2 separate regions of the Mus musculus genome follow, and region 2 is linked to region 1. A link is a contact called in public Hi-C data. All regions are on one chromosome and are shown on one strand. Each heading gives the region's core, a stretch centred on a gene start, on an enhancer-like site or on the middle of the called end of the contact. The rest is flanking DNA. Distances are from core to core; before and after follow the strand shown.

Region 1 (6,861 bases), core at 1,702-4,201:
GGCATTCGCTGGAGAATGTCTCACTGTATGGGGTACAAAGCCTGCACCTAGGATGCGATGTGTACTATGTCAGGAGTCCAAATGGGCATTAGCTACCTGCTCGTCCTGGGCATGGAAAGGATGAAGCAACAGATACTGGATACTCGCACCACTCTGCACAGGCAGGTGGGCTGCAGAGTCCCAAGCCTGAAGGCCAAGTGGGTAGGGAGAAGGGCAAAGCCTAGCAGCGTAAAGCTCGAGACTCCAGGCTACAGATAAAGCCCAGCCTCCCTGGCACAGCGCTCTGGTTCTTGCACCTCTCCAGCCCTGTTTATCAGCTCCAGCCTGTGTTGTGCTGATAAGCGAGACTGCAGGTGCCTTCAGTGATGTCCTTCTCCCTGTCCTTGGCTAAGCCCTTCACGTGCTCGCCTACTCTTTCCCACTGAAAACACTCATCCTTCAAAGCAGTTCAGCCATACTGACACACACACACACACGCACACGCACACACACATACGCGCGCGCGCGCACGCGCACACGCACATACACAGCCCTGGATGCCCTTGTAAATGTAACTTTTATTCTCTTGAAGTAATTGTCACCTCTGAGGTTCACTGCCTCCACCGTCTGCTAACCTAGGCCCAGTCCTGAAAGCTTCTAGCCTCCGTACAATCTAATCAAAGCCTAGAATGTTTTCAGCTGCCGAGGCTGGCTGCTGAATAAGTTCACCCCTTCCTAGTTCTCTCTGAGCTCTGGTTGGCTGGTTCAACTCAGCTGATCTGGCTCAAACACCTCTCCAAGGTGATGAATTCAGTCTGGCTTCTCTCTGGGCCTCTCCTGAATTGCTCTCTGCTTGGCCTCAGACTAACTTTGGCAGTATGTTCTAATCTGGCTCCTTCTCCTTCTCTGGCTCGCTCTGTCTTCACCTGTGTCTAGCTTGTTCTTTACAACCTGTCTCTGTTCAACTGTCCCAGTAAATATGCCCCCCCCCTCTCTCTCTGCACTGCCCCTCAAATAGCTTCCCTTTCCCCTCTTCCTGTGAAAGTTAGGCAGATCCTATTTGTCACATCTTTCTCTGATTGGTCACTTTGTCTGCCACTCAATTAGACATCACTTTCAAGCATGGCTGCTTCCTCCTACAAACCAACTTTATCTTCATTGTTTGAGATTAAAGGTGTGTGCTAAGGGCTGAGCCACACCACAACCAGGAACAGGGTTTGTCAGTAAAAGGCTCAGAGTGCACAGTGTGATCAAATATCCTGAAACATTCCATGTCCTCAACTCTGTTATTCCTTTTTTTCCCCCACAGATGCCAGAGCACAGGTAGAGACATAACCACATTTCCTCCTAAATCCACCTCTGTCACAGTGCTCACCTCACATTAAACACATGCTAAATAAACTAGGCCTTCTGAGATTTCAAAAGGAAACAACTTAATAATGTGTCAACACAGACTTGCCAGTACATGGACTACCAACAGAATAGGTTCGCTTCTGATTCTTACAAGAACGCTAGAGTCTGAGCACGAGGCAAACAATGTTTTATCCTTTGAGTGTGTGTAACACCTGCTGCTGCTGGCTCTGAAGATGGAATGAGAGGAGTGAGCACCAAGTAGTGGGCCTGTGATCTAGAACCCTATTTCCTAAACTTCTGTTCCATGGCTAACAGAACTAATTCAAAATTTATTCTGTTGCTTGGATGATTTTCCTAAGCCCTCACCTATGGGTGTCCACACCACATCCATTTTTCTGGCAGAATGAAAGGCTGTTGTCTCCTTAGCTCCTGCTGCATTAAATCCCCAAAACAAAACAAAAACCCTAGATCCCTCCCCTCGATTCTACTAGCCCTTCAAAGCAGCACTGGGAAGGGCTGCCATGCCCACTGTGGATCAGCAAATGCAGATTGTATGCATCTATAGAGTAGAAAAACTTATTAAAATTAAGCATAATGGACTCTCCATAGTGTCCATGAGGAAAGTGTTAAGTCCTGTGGTCTGAGCAGCTTGAGGTGGGAGGACAAATGCAAGCTGGTGGTCACCTAGAACGCATGGCCCATTCTGCTTGGCAGGGGGCTAAAGAGCCCCTGGTACCCTGGACAGCTAGCACTGCTTTCCCATGGCAAAAAGTTTTTGTTTGTTTGGTTGGATTTGGTTTTTCAGGATAGGTTTCTTCTTTGTGTAAGAACAGCCCTGGCTGTCCTGGAACTCGCTTTGTAGACCAGGCTGGCCTCAAACTCAGAGATCCTCCTGCCTCTGCCTCCCAAATGCGGATTAGAGGCGTGTGCCACCATGCCCATGCCTAGTGTTCTCCCTGGCAAATTCAAAGGTGTTTAGGACACAGGTTATAATATTTTAAAGAGCAAATAAAGCCCAGGTGTGGTGGAATCCCAGCACTCTGGCAGTCAGAGGTCTCAAGTTCAAGGTCAGCTGGGAAACACAACGGTGCCCTACCTCAGACGAGCACAGTAAACCAAACCAAGAGGACTTAGCTATGGTAGAGAGGCTGCTGACCCCACCAGCATCCAGACCACTGTGTTTCCAAACAGGGATATTTCTCACAAATACTAAGTTTTTGTCCTGGTAACTTGGAAATGCAAACAGAACTGACCTATTGAGAGATGTTACATAGTGTCTTGTTTTTATTTTATGCATAAAGAGTGTTTTGCCAGCATGTCTACATAGCATGTGCATGTCTGGTGCTGACAGAGGCCAGAGAAAGGCATCTGATCCCCGGAATGGGAGTTACAAACGTCTGTGGCCTGGCTTATGGTTACTGGGACTTGCATCTGGAAGAGCGGCCAGTGCTCTTAATCACTGAACCATCTCTCCAGCCCCCTATGAAACATGTTAAACTTGAAATGACTTCATAGTCACTAAGAAGGTTTTTTTGTTTTGGAAGACAATGTTCTTACAGAAATAATCCACACAAGAAAACTATGTCATTCTAAACAGGGACAGGGCTTCCATTAGCTTCACGGTGGGGTAGAGGAAGAGACCGCTCTCTGTAAATGGTGTGAACTCACAGAGGACCCAACAGATCTGTGTCTGTGCACATCAGTCCGCCTGTTGTGGGACCAGCATCACGGCAGTGTCGACACAAACGAGGCTGGAGGAGTACAGTGTAATACACTCAGATACCTGCGGCCCTTCCTCCCCCATCCCAGCACACCGGACTACACGTGCTGCTGAGGCACTGGTACCAAACCTGGCACATAGTTCAAGATCAAGCTTATGCCACGGAGTCTCATGACCAATTAGTAATACAGGGGAGAGGTGAGGCCCACCTGCCACCATGAGATATAAGTACGTGTGTGTGTGTGTGTGTGTGTGTGTGTGTGTGTGTGCGCACGCACTAGTAAACAAAGGACATCAGACTGTGTTAGTACACGATTGTCTCTCACCCACATTATTTTACTTTCTTTATATGACAGTTTGGGGGCTGGAGACAAAACAGTTCTGACTTTGCAATCATGAAGATCCAAGTTAGGATCCCTGAACACACATGACACAAGGTGTCCTGAAAAGACTGATAATCCTAGCACCAAGGAACCAGATGGCCTCTTCTGTCCCACACAACATACACTTGAAGACACAGAGATTTACACACACAAAGTAATCCTTGAAAATAGAAAGTGTTGGTTTTTATCTACGAGACTGATTTCCTAATCCATTCATGAGTCTTAAATCATAGTTTCAAACAAAGTGATATACAACACTTACCTATTATGGAACATGTAGTATTTTGTTTTGTTTTAGTTTGAGTGTCAGTGTGTGTGTTGCTGAGGATCAAACACATCACCTCCTGTATGCTAGCCAAGCATTTGATTACTAAGCGATCTCTCCAGATCTTCTTTATGACGTTTGCTTGTAAGTGTCTTCATATATAAGTGAGGCTGGCCATCACCTCACTGTGTAGCCCAGGATGGTCTCAAACTTGAAACCCTCTTACCTCAGCCCCGTGAGTGAAGGGACTACAAACACGTGCAACCATAATCCAATGACACAAATTACTTATGTGTCTCCGGTTAATTAGTTTGGAATCATAAAATTGTTAAATTACATTTTTTGTATGTGTGTGTGTACATTCACATATCAAAGCACACATGTGGAAGTCAGAGGACAACTCTTAGGAGTCAGTTCTTCTATGGTGGCTCATGCGAGGGAGAAAACTGAGGTTAGTAAGCTTAGTGGCAGGCACCTCTGCCCACTGAGCCTTATGACAGGCCCAAGGAATTTAAATTTCTAAGAGAGAGAGATTTCAGTATAGTGGGTCTTGTTTTTTTTTTTAAACTCTCTTCCCTGGTATAGACAAGTGAAACCCCTGAAAATCATGATGAGTTTGCAAGGGAGTTCAAGTAAAAAGTACCCCTGGAGCCCAGCCAGCCTGCCCAGAGGCAGAGAGAGACTCTGGTATCAGTGCTGAAATGCAATCTCATTTCCCCTGTGCTAGAAGAAATAATTATGAGACTCTTGCGGCTAGAGAGAACCTTAATGTCAGATTCCGTTTCCTCTGTCAGATGATCAAAGTCAAATGGCATTTCCTTTACAAGTCATGAGACTAATTCTAGTCCGGTCCAAAACAGTTCCCTTCAACCAGAAGTACAATGCAAAATGAGTCACTAAGACGGTCACTTTCCTTATTCATCCTCTCTCTCTCCCTCTCTCTCTCTCTCTCTCTCTCTCTCTCACTCACTCACTCACTCACACACACACACACACACACACACACACACACACACACACACACACAAGTACAAACTTCTATTAGTTAAAGGAAAGCAGATGAAGAGAAACAGAAAACATATACATCTTAAGTTTCTTATGGGGCTGGAATGTAACTCAGTGGTATGGCTGCTCACCAGTATGTGCAAGGCGCTGAGTTCCAGCCCTGTACCAAGAAAAAGAATGCTGAATATATGTCCATCATATATTACACTTTAGTATTGTATTTTATAAGGCCATCATCAAGGTGCCAACTTCTAAGTCACAGATACCATAGCTCACTTGTGGATGGCACTAAGAGCCAGCGTCTTCTGGCTCAGGAGTCTGTTTTGCAGCTGCTGTGTGCCTTTGTACTGGCATCTGGAGGGTCCATTCCTGGTTCAAGGACAGAATCTTGAAGGCTGATGCTAGCTCTGATGGCTCTGGAAACAGGTGCTTTTCCTCATGAAAACATCCACTGTGGACTCAACAGACAGTACAGGAGGGTCAGCTCTGTGCGTCCCCCTCCCTTCTTCCAGCACCATCCGTGCCCGGCAGCCAAGGAGAAGGGAACACACAGGATCACGAGCGGATGCTGTGACAGTCTGTGAGAGGATACTCTCCATCCTAAATCACGAGGATGGCCCTGGTTCTAGGACTTTCCACCAGCAGCAGCAGAGAGCCTTCTCCAGCACTTATGGAGTCCTCTGGGATTTCCGGAAGTGCCACTGTCCTTTAAGTTCAGAAGGTGCTCTCCAGCAGGCAGTGGCAGCCACACCCCGTGGGACATACCTCCTGGGTCCGAAACCACTCCATCATGTGGCTCGTGTGGCCACCATGCCCACAGGTCAGGCAGAAGTTGGATGAACCCCGCACGGCCACATGGCAGATGGCACACTGGAAGGTGAAGCCTTTGCAGATGGCGCACTGGGTGCCACGGACCTCGCTCCGACAGTGACTGCAGTACACACCAAACTCTGCAAATGGGTGGACAGGGGCAAAGCAAGAGGAGACATTAGTTCTAATAAAAGCAGACTGAGTCTGGCTGGGTAAGGATACCGACTCCTCTCAGGACCCTGTCAGGCTCTGGCAGATCAGTCATTTCTTCCTTCTCTCTCATCCTCATGCATTTTCTTTCTCCCTGGTCAACCACGTAACGCAAAAACGTATCTACTGGGGCTGGGGAGATGGCTCAGCAGTTAAGAGCACTGACTGCTCTTCCAGAAATCCTGAGTTCAATTCCCAGCAACCACACGGTGGCTCGCAACCATCTGTAATGGGATCCCATGCCCTCTTCTGGTGTGTCTGAAACTGCAACAGTGTACTCATATACATTAAAAAAAGAAACAACAGCCGGGCGTGGTGGCACAGCTTTAATCCCAGCACTTGGGAAGCAGAGGCAGGCAGATCTCTGAGTTCGAGGCCAGCCTGGTCTACAAAGTGAGTTCCAGGACAGCCAGGGCTATACAGAGAAACCCTGTCTCAAAAAAAAAAAACAAAAAAAAAAACAAAACAAAAAACAAAAAGAAACAACAAAAACAAAGCCTCTGTTACCTCTAACCCCTCCAGTGATTGGCTGTGGCGATTTTTATTTAACCAATAGCTTTAAATTAAGGAACAAGATTTGCACAACAAAAGCTGGTAAATGTAGCTTCATGAACTTAGTCCTTTAATTCCAGCAGAGGTAGAGGCAGAGGCAAAGGCAGGTGGATTTCTGAGTTTGAGGCTATCCTGGTCTACAAAGTGAGTTCCAGGACAGCCAGGGCTACACAGAGAAACCCTGTCTCGAAAAACCAAAAAGAAAAATAAAAAGCTGGTAAATGTGAGACTTCACTTGTCAGCCTAGACCTACTGTACAGAATTTAGCATCACAATACATTAGCAACAGATCAAACCTCAACAGCTTTCTCTAGCCTTTTGACCACTCTAGTCCACACCTGCCTCTGTTGCCCACCTGCCTCTGTTGCCCATCTGCCTCTGTTGCCCACCTGCCTCTGTTGCCCACCTGCCTCTGTTGCCCACCTGCCTCTGTTGCCCACCTGCCTCTGTTGCCCATCTGCCTCTGTTGCCCACCCGCCTCTGTTGCCCACCTGCCTCTTTAATCTACTTGCCCTTTTTGGCTGCACTTTTCTCTTTGGCCAACCTGGCGTACCTGGACTAAGTTCATGACCCTGTTTTTTGCA
Region 2 (6,861 bases), core at 2,014-4,513, 210 kb after region 1:
GGTGCCTGCAGAGGCCAGAAGAGGGCATCATGTCCCCTGAAGCTGGTATTATGGTGGTTGTGAATGCCTGGTGTGGGTGATAGGCACTGAACTTCAGTCCTCTGGAGGAGCAGGAAATGCTCTTAATCCTTGAGTTTCTTCACCCCTCCATTTTTTTATCATTTTAAAAAAGTTTATGTGATAGGTGTTTTGTCTGCGTGTATGTCTGAGCATCACTGCCTGGTGCCTGAGGGCTCTTCTGGAACTGGAGTTACAGACAGTTGTGATCTACCATGTGGATGCTGGGAATTGAATTCTGGTCCACTGGAAGAGCAGTGGATGTTCTTACGGCACCTCTCTAGTTCCCAAAGGGGGTAGAAAATAACACCTGCAGCAATGTACTGGCTGGTTTTGTGTCAACTTGACACAGGCTGGAGTTACCACAGAGAAAGGAGCTTCAGTTGTGAGGAAATGCCTCCATGAGATCGGGCTGTGGGGCATTTTCTCAATTAGTGATCAAGGGGGGAGGGCCCCTTGTGTGTGGGACCATCTCTGGGCTGGTAGTTTTGGGTTCTATAAGAGAGCAAGCTGAGCAAGCCAGGTGAGGCAAACCAGTAAAGAACATCACTCCATGGCCACTGCATCAGCTCCTGCTTTCTCCCCTGCTTGAGTTCCAGTCCTGACTTCCTTTGGTGATGAACAGCAGTATGGAAGTGTAAGCCAAATAAGTCCTTTCCTCCCCAACTTGCTTCGTGGTCATGATGTTTTGTGGGGAATAGAAACCCTGACTAAGACAAGCAACTATAATAATGTGTCCTGGATCATTCTAGATATTGGTAATTTGTGTCTTCCTTGCTTCATTTTAGAATTTTGTTTGGTTGGGCAAGGTCTTGCCACATAGCCAGGCTGGCCTGGAACTTGTGATCCTGCCATAGCCCGTCAAGTACTACCCCACCACCACCACCACACCCAGCTGCTTTCCCTTTTTCTTGGCCAGTTTGGTTAGTTTTTTTGGTGTGACTGATTTTTCTTCGGAGCAGCTTTGGCTCCATTGCATTCCAACGTGTTTCCTGTTTGAGATTGGTTTCTGCTCTCACCTCATTGCTTCTGTCCTCATGGGGCTTGCCTTGAGTTAAATGCACTCAAGGTTAGGGTGGGAATGAGCTAAGGTCATTAACTGAAAACTCATAGCACCAGGTATTGATTGTATCCATTCCTGCCACCCTAGCACTTGGTAGCCTGAGGCAGGAGGATCACAAAATTGAGGTTAGCCTAGGCTAGATGATGAGATCCTACCTCAAAAAGTAAATAAGAGGAGCAGGTTAGTGTATACAGCAACTCTCTCTTAATTGCTTTAGTTGCTCTTTCTTAGATATTCTCATTGTTACTTAATTCCTTGCTGGGAGCTGTTTTAAGGATCCAGTCAAGCATGCTAAGAATTCTTTGTTTCAGTTAGTGTTTTGTTGCAGTGGTAAATGCCTGAGAGAAACAGGTCAAAAGAGGATGTATTGTGTGGCTCCTGGTTTCAGTAAACGGCCCCTTGATCCCATGTTTTTAAATCTAAGGTGACACTGAACATCACAGTGGGACATAGTTGAACATCACAGTGTGTTACAGACTGCCTATCTCCTCTCACTTCTTGGCAATCAGGAAGCAGGAAGACAGGAAGGGCTGGAGATTGCTTTTATCTCCTGGGTCATGCCTTGGCAACCTGCTTCCTCTATGTCCCACCTCCTATTTTCCACTAAGGCTACCATAAAAGTCCATTGGGGATTAATCTATGAATGAAGGGGGAGCTCTCCTGATTCAATCAGTGACTGAATGTGAGGCAGGGGTGAGGGAAGGACCTGGGGGCTAAGCCTTTGATTCCTGAGCCTTTCAGGGGTCACCTCATTGCCAGACCTTGACAGCTGTACTCCAAGCCCTTAGCATTCATCCTTTTTTTTTTCCTTGTAATTTCCATCTTTGCCGAAGTTCCTTATTCATTCATATTTGCCATTAAAGACTAGTGTGGGGCTCTTAGTTGCTTTAATTTGCTGATAGCAGCCTTAGGAATTGGGGTTCTGGGTTCTGTCTTTTTCTCTTGATGATAGGCTGGGTTTTTTGTTTGTTTGTTTTTTGACAGGGTTTCTCTGTGTAGCCCTGGCTGTCCTGGAACTCACTCTGTAGACCAGGCTGGCCTCAATCAAACTCACAAAGATCTGCCTGCCTCGGCCTCCTCAGCATGTACCACTGCCACCTGGCAGATGGGATGTCTTATTCCTGCCTTTTTGTGTGTGTGTCTCATCATGTTTGGTTGAAAGCAGGTATTGCCAGCATGCTTTTTCTGAAGAGGGGGTAGTAGTCTGAGCAGACCATTCGGGTATCAAGCAGGTCAGATCCATAATAACAAGGTTCCTTTTCTTTTCTTCCAGCTGTGCCTTTGTGCTTCTGTGCCTTCACCCCAACCCAGAAAATGATGGGGTCCCAGGTGAGTTGTCTGCATAGTACTCATTTGGTGTTTCATTTCACTCTTGGAATGTTATATTTATAGAAAATGAACCAGAAAGCATAATGAGTTAGATCAGGGCTAGAAAGCCCTTCCTGTACCTTAATGTGGATCATAGTGGGGTTTGCCCCACACCAGTGCTATGAAGGGCAGAGACAGGAGGATTGCTGAAGCTTTCTAGAGTCTTAACTCCATGGTCAGTGAGAACCCCATCTGCCCTTGACATTCCGGGGAGGACCTCATGTTTTAAGGGGCGGCAGAGGCTCTTGAGGGACATTGTTTTAGTATCTGTACCTTAGATAATCACTGATCATTGCTGTTACATTATATAATAAAGAAAATAAGGAAGGAAACAAAAACACATTCTTAACAAGATATGGCAGAAACACTCAAGTCAATCAAAATCTCTTCTGTAGCTGGTCATGGAGGCCTTAGCTGGTATTTAGCACTGTTTTCCTCCACTCTCAGCCAGCAGGCCGCGGCTCTCTTCCTGGAGGAGTGACTCATGCTTCCATTCCTGAGGGGAATGTCCCTCTGTCATCCTGCCTGCCTTAGGTTGGGGTAGTTTCCCACGGACTTTCATCACAGGACATGGTAGCAACAAGAGAGGCTCTAAAGGACCTCCTACACTCCAGATAAAATCTTTCTTACCTCCACTGAGGAGGAGCAATACAATTTCCTCTTGGTAATCTGGATAAGTCACCTCTCTTAACTCTTCTTTCATAGTCTGCTGGCTTCGGGGCATCAGAAGCCTTAAGGAGGAAGTCTGCGCTTCAGTCGAGTGAGATGTTTGTTGTGTCTCATTGCTAGAGAACTTCCCCCAACTGGAACCAAAACTTCTACACCAGCAGAACTTAAGGTCATAGGAACAGGAAGCAAAAAAATTCCTAGTGGGTCACTGGGGTGACAGTAAGTGGAACTATTCCATTTTCCACTCCTTGATTCCTGGACCTATGGATCTTGGCTTTGGGAAAAAACCTAGCATATATTGGACACTGATTCAAAGACAGAATCAGACACTGATTCAAAGCATACACTCTCTTTAGGAGAGCCCTGCCCTAGCCCTCCATGCTGCTGCTACCTAATTGGCACTATAACTGTGTCTCCAAAGGCCATTCCATCTTTCTATCAGGCCAGCTGCTTCAGGATGGTGGGGAACATGGTAAGACCAGTAGATTCCAAGTCATGGGCCCATTGTCATGCTTCTTTGGCTGTGAAGTGAGTTCCTTAGAAACAATACTGTGTGGAATACCACGATGGTGGATAAGGCATTCTCCACAGATGGTGGTTTTGACAAAAGCCTTATGTGCAGGAAAGGGTACATCTATAACCAGAATAAGTATCAATTCAAAGCATTGTCCTTTTCACAGAGGAAGTGGTTCAGTGTAATCAGTCTGTCACCAGGTCACTGGCTGGTCACCCCAGGTAATTGTACCATATCTTGGGCTCCGTATATTGGTCTCTGCTGTTGGCTGTGCTCAGCAGCAGCTGTAGCCAGGTCAGCCTTGATGAGTGAAGTCCGTGGTGAGGTATGCACCATAGCCACTTTGTTCATGTGCCCTTAGGGGAATGACAGGGTTGGCTGGGGAAAGAGGCTGACTGTCCACAGCACAGGTCATCCTATCTGCTTGGTTACTGAATGCCTCCTCTGCTGAAGTCACCTTTTGATGGGCATTTACATAGAACACAAAAATCTTCACACCCTTTACCCATTTGGAGAGGTCAGTCCACATTCTTCTTTCCCAGTGTTTTTTTCTCACCATCTCTTCAACCATGCTCTTTCCAAGTCCCTGACCATCCAGCCAATCTATTGGATACAGCCCATGAATCAGTGAACATGGCCATTTTTCTTCCCAAACAAAATCTATGATGGCATGTACTGCCTGACGTTGTGCCTACTGTGACAATTTGCCTTCACTGGTGTCTTTCAGGGTTGTCCCAGAGGGGGTCGTAATGCTGCAGCTGTCCACTTCTGGGTGGTGCCTGCATAAGGTGCAGATCCATCAGTAAACCAGGCCCTAGTCTTCTCTTCAAACCAATCACAGGGCACATGACATGAGACTATAGGCGCATGCCTGGCAGTAGATAGTATTGTAATGAGAGTAGAAACCATAGACATTTGGAGAACTTCATGTACCTTGTTTGTGCCTTCAGGACCTGCTCAGGCCTGATCGTGTGTAGACCACTTCCATTTGATAGTGGATTGCTGCTGTGCCTGCCCTACTATGGCACAGTGGGGCAGATAACACCCAGCTCATGATAGACAGCAGCTCAGGGCGCATGGTAACTTGGTATCCCTTTGTCAGATGTTCAGTTTTCACTAAGGCCAATTGCAGACCAACAGCTGTCTCTCAAAAGAATAGTTGTCTGCAGATAATGGTAGGTAGAGCCTTGCTCCAAAATCCCAAATGTTTCTCCTGTGATTCACCTACAGGGGCCTGCCAGAGGCTCCAGACAGCATCCCTGTCTGCCACTGACAACTCATATACCATCAGGTCTGCTGGGTCATATGGTCCAAGTGGTAGGGCAGCCTGGAACTGTTGAAGAGCCTTGTGTTCCAGGCCCCACACAAAGCTCGCAGCTTTCTGAGTCACCCGATACATGAGTGGGAATAATCACCCAAGTGAGGAGTGTGCTGTCTACAGGATCCAAATAGACCCTCTAAGCCCTGTGCTGCCTCTTGGTGGTGGGAGGGGCCGCTGCGTAATGCATCCCTAACCTTAGAACCGATGTCTCTGCTGGCCTCGCACCCCTAGACTCTCAAGAATTTCACTGAGCGCACGCCTTTAATCCCAGCACTTGGGAGGCAGAGGCAGGTGGATTTCTTAGTTTGAGGCCAGCCTGGTCTACAGAGTGAGTTCCAGGACAGCCAGGGCTACACAGAGAAATCTTGTCTCAAAAACAAACAAACAAACAAGAATTTCACTGAGGTAGAAGGCCCTTGGATTATAGTTTATTTTCCATCTCTGATGTATGTATGTATTACCAACAAGTCTGAAGTGGTTGCTACCTTCTGTTCACTCTGTCTAATCAGCATGTCCTCAATATGGTGAACCGATATTTTGTGAAATTGATGATCAAGATCCAATTGAAAGCTTCAGGCAGGCATGGTGGCACATCTAATCTCCGTGCTTTGGAGGCAGCTGGGTGTGAGTTTGAGGCCAGCCTGGTTTCCAGAGCAAATTGCAGGACAGTCAGGCTGTACAGAGAAACCTCTGACTCGGGTGCTGGAAATTCAGCTGAAAAGAAATTGTTTTTGGTGATCTTATGGACAGGTACTAGGAAAAGGGGCATTTAATAGACCAATAATTGCAAACCGTGTGCTAGGAGATGTGTTAATCTGCTCAGGGACACCACCCCTGCCTGCATCCTTCAAGTCCTTAATGGCGGCACACATTTCTGCAATTCCTTCAGGATGTGCTACTGTTTTTGATTTACTATTTTCCCTGACCGAGGCAACTCTAAAGGCTTCCAGTTAGCCTTTCCAACAGTAATAGCTCTCATTCCACAGGTCAGGGAACCAGTGTGAGAATTCTGCCAACTTCTAAGTATATGCACCCCAGTTATACATTCTGGGACTGGGGAAATAACCAGAGGATGAGTTTGGGGACCCAGTTGGACTTCAACCAAAACTCCATGAATCATCTGACCTCCATAAGCTCTAACTTTAATTGGAGGACAACAATGTTTTTGGGGTTCCCGCAATCAGCAAGAATCAGTATCCACCAATAGACCCAGATAATCTGATTGCTTCCTTTCCCCCACTGTACAGTTCCCCTTGTAAAAGGCCATAGGTCCCTCTGGGGAACGACTGGAGAAAGGCTAAGAGTAACATTTTTAGGCATTTTATTAAGATCCTTCATCCATGGACTTCTGGGTCTGCAAACTGGCTCAAGTATGGGAATCAGTTCACAGGCAGAGATCCCCTTTTGCCATGATCCAGTGTAGCCTTTCTTTTATTTGTTAAGAGATTTTCCATTTGTACAGCTGCTTTAAAAAAAGAAAAAAGAAAAAAGAATGCAGTAGGCTTCTTACCATTTCATGCCAGAAGTACCATGGTTGATTAACCAGCACCAAAGGTCCATGAGAGTTATGCCATTATAAAATTCACCACAGATTAGACCTATATGGACATTGCTTTGCCTGTGCTTCCCATTATAACTACAGTCATCTTGTCTTTGGTGACTCAGTGCTGCCACCTGCTGCTTCTGCTTGGGGGCCTGATTAGACTCAGGCCTGGTCAACTTGCATTCAATTCATCCAACTGAGCAGCAACATCCCCAACCCTAAGGCCTGGCGCAAGGAAAGGGGCAACAACAAAGCTTATCAAATGTGCTGGTGCCCCTCTTGCCATTTTGCATCTTATGGGATTAGTGAAGGACATTCGTGATTAA

The links. A called contact is a pair of places that touch in the nucleus more often than the background predicts.
Region 2: a Hi-C map of bone marrow-derived macrophages shows a contact between it and region 1, with 32 read pairs. The contact joins two enhancer-like sites. A contact is called at or near these places in 1 of 15 datasets of contacts at CTCF or cohesin (large pre-B cells), 6 of 484 Hi-C or Micro-C datasets (the HL-1 cell line, bone marrow-derived macrophages, embryonic fibroblasts and 2 more) and 4 of 115 datasets of contacts at active chromatin or transcription factors (double positive thymocytes, embryonic fibroblasts, embryonic stem cells and 1 more).

What each region holds. Positions count from the first base shown.
Region 1 is chr8:111,445,425-111,452,285 of GRCm38.p6, forward strand. Wdr59 (WD repeat domain 59) reads right to left here. Exons shown (of 26, transcript NM_001170742.1): 26 at 3,360-5,655. The coding sequence ends at 5,420. Among named protein-coding and RNA genes, the nearest start is that of Gm24793, 30 kb to the left of the region's middle. Within about 2 kb of position 2,952, at least 72 of the 459 cell types and tissues checked have an H3K27ac peak or open chromatin away from gene starts, as enhancers often do. A contact at or near this core is called in the HL-1 cell line, bone marrow-derived macrophages, embryonic fibroblasts and 1 more, where this site is marked.
Region 2 is chr8:111,655,993-111,662,853 of GRCm38.p6, forward strand. Zfp1 (zinc finger protein 1) reads left to right here. Exons shown (of 4, transcript NM_001037665.2): 2 at 2,394-2,449. The coding sequence starts at 2,435. Among named protein-coding and RNA genes, the nearest start is that of Zfp1, 16 kb to the left of the region's middle. Within about 2 kb of position 3,264, at least 112 of the 459 cell types and tissues checked have an H3K27ac peak or open chromatin away from gene starts, as enhancers often do. A contact at or near this core is called in the HL-1 cell line, bone marrow-derived macrophages, embryonic fibroblasts and 1 more, where this site is marked.